Linked DNA regions of Zea mays: region 1 is linked to region 2. The links are chromatin contacts, called in public Hi-C maps. All regions are on one chromosome and are shown on one strand. The core of a region is the stretch at or near the end of the contact, and the rest is flanking DNA. Distances in the headings are between cores, read along the strand shown. Region 1 holds the start of LOC100280950. Region 2 has its middle 38 kb from the start of LOC100276349.

What was found. A called contact is a pair of places that touch in the nucleus more often than the background predicts.
Region 1: a Hi-C map of ear shows a contact between it and region 2, with 4 times the contacts expected there. The contact joins the promoter of LOC100280950 here to the enhancer-like site in region 2. A contact is called at or near these places in 4 of 25 Hi-C or Micro-C datasets (ear, leaf and tassel).

What each region holds. Positions count from the first base shown.
Region 1 is chr10:119,192,818-119,195,892 of Zm-B73-REFERENCE-NAM-5.0, forward strand. It overlaps LOC100280950, which reads right to left and starts at 1,701. Exons shown (of 5, transcript NM_001153870.2): 1 at 1,500-1,701; 2 at 1,342-1,418; 3 at 1,079-1,260; 4 at 229-336. The coding sequence starts at 1,583.
Region 2 is chr10:118,863,536-118,866,561 of Zm-B73-REFERENCE-NAM-5.0, forward strand. No RefSeq gene overlaps it. Among protein-coding and RNA genes, the nearest start is that of LOC100276349, 38 kb to the right of the region's middle. Within about 2 kb of position 1,701, at least 16 of the 20 cell types and tissues checked have an H3K27ac peak or open chromatin away from gene starts, as enhancers often do. A contact at or near this core is called in ear, leaf and tassel, where this site is marked.

The sequences.
Region 1 (3,075 bases), core at 451-2,950, 330 kb after region 2:
TGGAGCCCTCATTTCTTCAATACATTTACCTTCAAGAGCTGAGGAAACACATTCTACCTGCCATGATGTAAATCTAATCTAAGACAAAGAAATGAGTCAAGAAGTGGAAAAGAATTCAACATATCCCAAAAGTGCACCACTCCACTACAACTTAAAACAAACCCAAAAAAGCATTGTGTATAGTAGAACTTTCACATTGGAACAAAATGGCTGCATTGCGAAACATACAGTTTGTAGCATCCTCCTCACTCATCCCCATGAAATGAGCCACATCAGCAACGCTAATTGTCGAATATGCAGAAGTCAACAGTTTGAATATCCTTTGTCTGTAGCTCTCTGCATTACAACAAAGACCAGATATTCACCTCAAATCCTTAACTAGTTAAGCTCACGTTATTAAAAAACAAGCATTGATCAGTTTCCAAACAATCAAGCTAGAAAAACAAAACCATTTGCCATGTCAAAACACTGGAAATCATACTTTCCTTACAGAAAACACGAGGAAGAATATCATTAAATCATTAAATGTCTCAATTTTGTTTTTAATAAATTCTGCCATAGTCACTAAATTAAGAGGCACCCTTACAGTTTTACAATTTTTGAACAGAAGATGCAGAGATGACAGTCATAACTTCTTCACAACATACTATGTCAAAGGGTACATTCTACGCCAGCATTTGTCATGTTATGGTATGATATCAATATAGCACAACAAGTACCCGATTTGTTGGCATGAAAAATACTATCTTACTGAAACACAAAGCACTAGGGCCAGTTGATACCTTGGAGAACAAATTTGACAGAATGAATCAGAGTATCATAGAACAGCCATGAAGCTCCCCTGCGAACTTCTCCATCAGCATTTTCACAGAGGATATATGATTCTCAGTGCAGACCAACTCTATAGATAGATTCTCCCACTACAAATCCATGGTGACAATATGTTCAACAGCCTCTACCCACCCATGCCACTACCAAATCTCTATGAAAGCAAACAATTCAAGTTTAGCTTCGCTACTTTGCACATAATCATAGGAATGTTCTATGCCATTCATAACAACAAAAGCAAGCCCTATACCTAGGAAGGCAGTGATGAATTCAGTGAGGTCAGGGCCCCACTCGAACCCCTGTGCGGCCGTGTTGACACCAGCATAGTCTCTGTTCCAGAGGCACTGACCAATCCTCCAGACCGCGGCGAGCTCCGGCCGCGTGTCCTTCACCTCCTGCGGCAGCGATTTCCAGAAGAACCGCGCGCTGTTCCTGCTCACTCCCAAGTCACAACAACACCAAGGCATCAAAAGGATGGGGAAAAAACGAGGGCAAGGGCGGCGGATCGCATACAGGTCATTGATGTAGAGGTGGGCCAGGAGGTGGACAGAGTAGGGCCATTCGTCGGTATTGGTTCCCTTGGACGCGGCCTGCGAGATCAATCGCGTGAGACGGAGCGCTAACCCTTGTGCGGATGTGGGGTGCGATTGGGAGAGAGGCAAGAAGGGTACCTGTAGGAGGAGCTCGTCGCAGAGGGAGGCGACGGCGGTGTAGGACTTGTCGGAGAGGGCGGCCTGGACGGCGGAGAGGTCCATTGGCAGCGAAGGAGGGAAATTGGCTATGGGGTACGAGTAGGACGGGGAGGAGAGAGGGTTTTGGAACTAGGACTTGTGGCCTGGTGGGGAATTCGGAGCAGTCCCCTTTGCGGGCAACGACTCTTATGTAAGCAGTCTTTCTATTTAAACATGCAATTAAACCATCTAATCTATTAGATTGTGATTTAATTGTAGGTCACATTTAACACTTAAACTCTTCCACCAATAGCTCAATAATTTTTATAAAAAAACTCTAACAAACTATGGTTGTATCTGTGGTTGGATCGTAATCTAATGTATCAGATGGTTTGTTTGCACGCTTGCACAGAAGGACTGCTTGCATAGCTGTTGTTGTTCTCCAAACGCTATACTTAGTATTAGATGTCGTTTTAGACATTATTTCACATATACCAAGTAATAAGTAATGGAGAGATAAATTTCCAGTCACACCCATATTAAATAGGGTCCAACGTTCTCTTTTGTATGCACGTAGCCAGCCATGATAAAGAAGACACGGTAAAACTGGACAATACTACTTTTATATCGTAGAATGACATATTTTATTACACTACACTTATTCATACAGAATGACATCTAATACTACATCGTAGGGAGTATATATAAAAAACATCTATATACAACCAATTGTATTTAAATCTTACATCTTATTCATTAGAACCTCTCAAAATATGACTTATTTATGTAGATTGTATGGCTAGGACCGTATCTAAACTCAGAGAACCGTGCTAGAGACGTTCCTTCACTAAGATATCGTCTCTTGTGTTTTTCTCCACTTACCCCTTTAATACCTTTTAAGATACGGAACATTTATGTGGGTTGCACATGCCCTTAGAAACTCTTCCTTTCTTTAAAGAAAAAATTTCCTCCTTAGTCCTATAATCAAAAACAAATACTTTCTCCGTTATTTTTTATTTGACATGGTTTAGTTAAAAATCTAATACTTAAAATGGAAGTAATAATTAATTAAGAGAAAAAAATTGAACGTCGTAGCCACAACCAAAACATTGAGTTAAGTGCTATGATCAGCAGAATTTGTAAGGAATCCACTGAGTCCAGGGTATCCAGCCCAAATATTGAGTGGGGCCCAAATATAAGTGAAGGCCTAAATAAAGTGTTGTTAACAAATAAACCTTTGTAACTGTAGTAAATAAGGTAAAAAGTCCACTAAACCAAAAAATTTAAGTGGGAGCTTGTGTCTCCCACTCGGCCAACGTCGGTCCGCACCCCTGCACGAATCGGTAGATGAGAAAATGCTTGAATGAAATATCTAATCCAAAAAATAGTTATTTTAGTGGAATGTGAAAGTCGCCTAGAGGGGGGTGAATAGGGCGAATCTGAAATTTACAAACTTAAGCACAACTACAAGCCGGGGTTAGAGTTAGAAATAGAAACGAGTCCGAAAGAGAGGGAAAACAAATCAACAAAGAAATAAAGCGGATGAACACGGTGATTTGTTTTACCGAGATTCGGT
Region 2 (3,026 bases), core at 451-2,950:
AAGTTCAGTTTCATGGTTGTTTATTCTTTTGATCAGGAAGGAGATAAAGGGAGAATCAGTTAGAAGAAAGAAGAGTCTGAAAGCTGAGTAATTTACCTCAACTTTACTGCCCATGTTATTAAGATCTATTGATGATCGTCCCACTTACTCCTAGGATGCACAGACTTAATGGATCCTGGACTGACATATTTATCACGGTTTTTGGGTTGTCTTCCTTCCCAGTTTTGTTTTACCAGTGGAGACACGGAGATTGGAGGACAGAAGGGCGCAGCACAGGACTACAGCGAGGGGGAAGGCCAGATCAAGCAGGAGACAACAAGAGGTGGCTGCTGTTCAATTGGTATTGCATAGTAATTGATAATTGTTGTGGGCTCTCTCTTTCTGCTAGCTGCAGTACATACCGGAGTAGTGCAAGTAGACTTTTAAACGACGGGAGAAACCTGTGTAGTATATCAGAAAGGAACCATAATGGAAGAAATACGCAGTAATCAGATTCTAGGACTTTTGTGGTGCCAATATGATGATCATGTTTCTTTTATTTTGTGCAGGCTGGCAGTGCTCATGCTCAAATATACCCTTCACCCACTGACGTTTTCAAACCTCTGATAAAGGAGGGCAATGTCTACAATGTCTCCTACATTCAGATCAAGAAAGCTAATAGGATGTACAAGCCTGTTGACAACGATATCATGATCGGTTTCACAAAATGGATCCTATGCTGGTAAGTTTGTCTAACCTTGCTATTTACACTTCTATTAAAACTGACTGCAGAGGTCCACTTTGGGTTCGTGCACTGCTGGGTTGGTCCTATTTAGACCATATTCTTCAAAGCCTCCTATTTTTAGCCTGCACTTAGTACCATTTCTAATAAGTTTGAAACCCGTCCTAAGAGTACAATACATTTAAACTGGTTATGCCTTGAAACCAAATGAAGAACACACAAACAATATGGGCACTTGTCCCAAAATTCGGTGGCATGAAATAGGCACACAAACAATATGTGTGAATTAGACCTTCTTTGTTTTCCCGCGAGACTATATGACTGTGTTTGATATCCTGCTTGGATCTAACATTAGCTTGGAAGACATGACACATGAAATATTTATGGAACTTTATACTCACATTCTTGTTTTTGTTTGTAGCCTTGACAAACCCGCGGTTTGAACACGTGACAGATGACGGCTTAGCTTATGTGGATGGACATCTTGGTTGCTTTTGTAGATGGAATGTTTGGTTGGCTTTTGTAGACAGAATCAGGCTGCACTTGTGCTTGTGTAACACTTATGAGCATGGTTGTGTGGACTGTGTCGGCCAAAGTATGCCTCCCAGTGCCTTGTATATATCACCTACTTAGCTGCCTATCCCCAACTAGGTCGCCTGATAATAGACTTTGATCATGTCATGCTATTCTATAACAATTTCCGATGTAACTTGCTTGATCGTCATACTATGGTACACGCTTAAATTTGGTGCTGCAACTTTAATGTGGATTATGTTCAGTCGATCTGTGTTTAGTTTGGTGTTTTGTTGGTGTTATTTATTTTTTTTCTGTGCTGGATAGGGCGCCCGAATGGGCGCCACCTGATCTAGTTCTTTAGTAAAAAGCAAAAGAATAGTTCGCTTTGTGTGCACCGCGCAGCTGCGTGCTGATCAAGGTCACTCTGGCACTGCTTATATGCTTCGCTCTCGATGCCAACTGTTTCTAGAGCAGCGAGGTGGTGCTAAGGCGCCAACTGCTTTGTCTCCACGCTCCAGCTCTAGCCACGCAGCCGCGGTTCCGCTACATGAACTGGAATTGGGCCTAACAGTGAGAGTGTCACTCGCTCCCGTACACTAATTTTTCTACTGGGCCAACTATGAAAGCTGGGCCGGCCATGGCACGGCAATTTCTTGCTCTTTCTGGACCATTATATTGCACGTTTTTTCCTTCTTTCTTTCAGACGTTTGAATATATATATATTTTAATTCGGACATTCGGATGCTGATGAGTGACGATGAAGAAGAATGATGAATACTAGTACCCTTGAAACTGCTTAGAAATGAGAGAAAACACTGCACAAAGTTGTGCTGTCAGATAAAAGAGTATTGACTGTTGTGCAGTAGCCTAAGTCTGAAATATGTGTGTCTGATTAAACTTTGGAGCTTTGTGGTGCTTGATCTATATGGTTTTGGACTGAAATTATTGTGGAAAGTTTGAAGACCATATGTTAGTAAATAAGTTCCTTTAAGTGTGTTGGGCGTGACCCTACACAAAAAGTGGTGTAAATACTGCCCAAAGTGGGACTATCAGTCAAACAAACTGAATTTCATTCTGTCCAATGAAAACTGAATTTCAGTGCAATTTGCTGAACTTCAGAGCTCTTTTGTGGCTAATCCATAAAGTGTTGGACCATGGTGTCTATAGTGAATTGGTAAACCATAGAAAGGTGAACAACTCTCTTGAGAAGGTTTGGGTCTGGTACTGTATAGAAACCTGAGTTAAATACCCTCGAACATTGACTGCCAATCGGTGCTGTGAACTGAATGTGATTCAAAAACTAAAAACGAATTTCAGTAATTGTGACCAACTCCGGAGTATCATAACTTGTGATTCTTGTGTGATTGGACCAAGAAGTTTGTAGTAACGTTGGAGACCGTATATCAATGAACAAATTTTATTATGAAGGTTTGGCTTGACACCATATTGGTTTGGGAGAAAAGGGAGACTCAAACTGCCTCGAGCAGAAAAGAAGGAGGGAGTGATCTGAACTCGAAATTCAGACCAGCAGAAAGGCGCTAATAAAATTTGGTTGATTTCTGGACACCGTAACTTTGGAACTATGAAGTTTGAGTCCCAGAACCCTATAGTGATTTTGAAGATCTTTGATTAGTGCTGCACTAACCTTGGAGAAAATTGGGTCAAAATTCGTGCTGTCAGATGGGGAGGCTAGTTTGTTATTCAGTTAGCTGAATTGGAGTTCTGTGTTTTCACCCATTTTTGGGGCTGTTTGGTGTTGAATCCAGGAAGTATAAGGCTATGGTTTCTA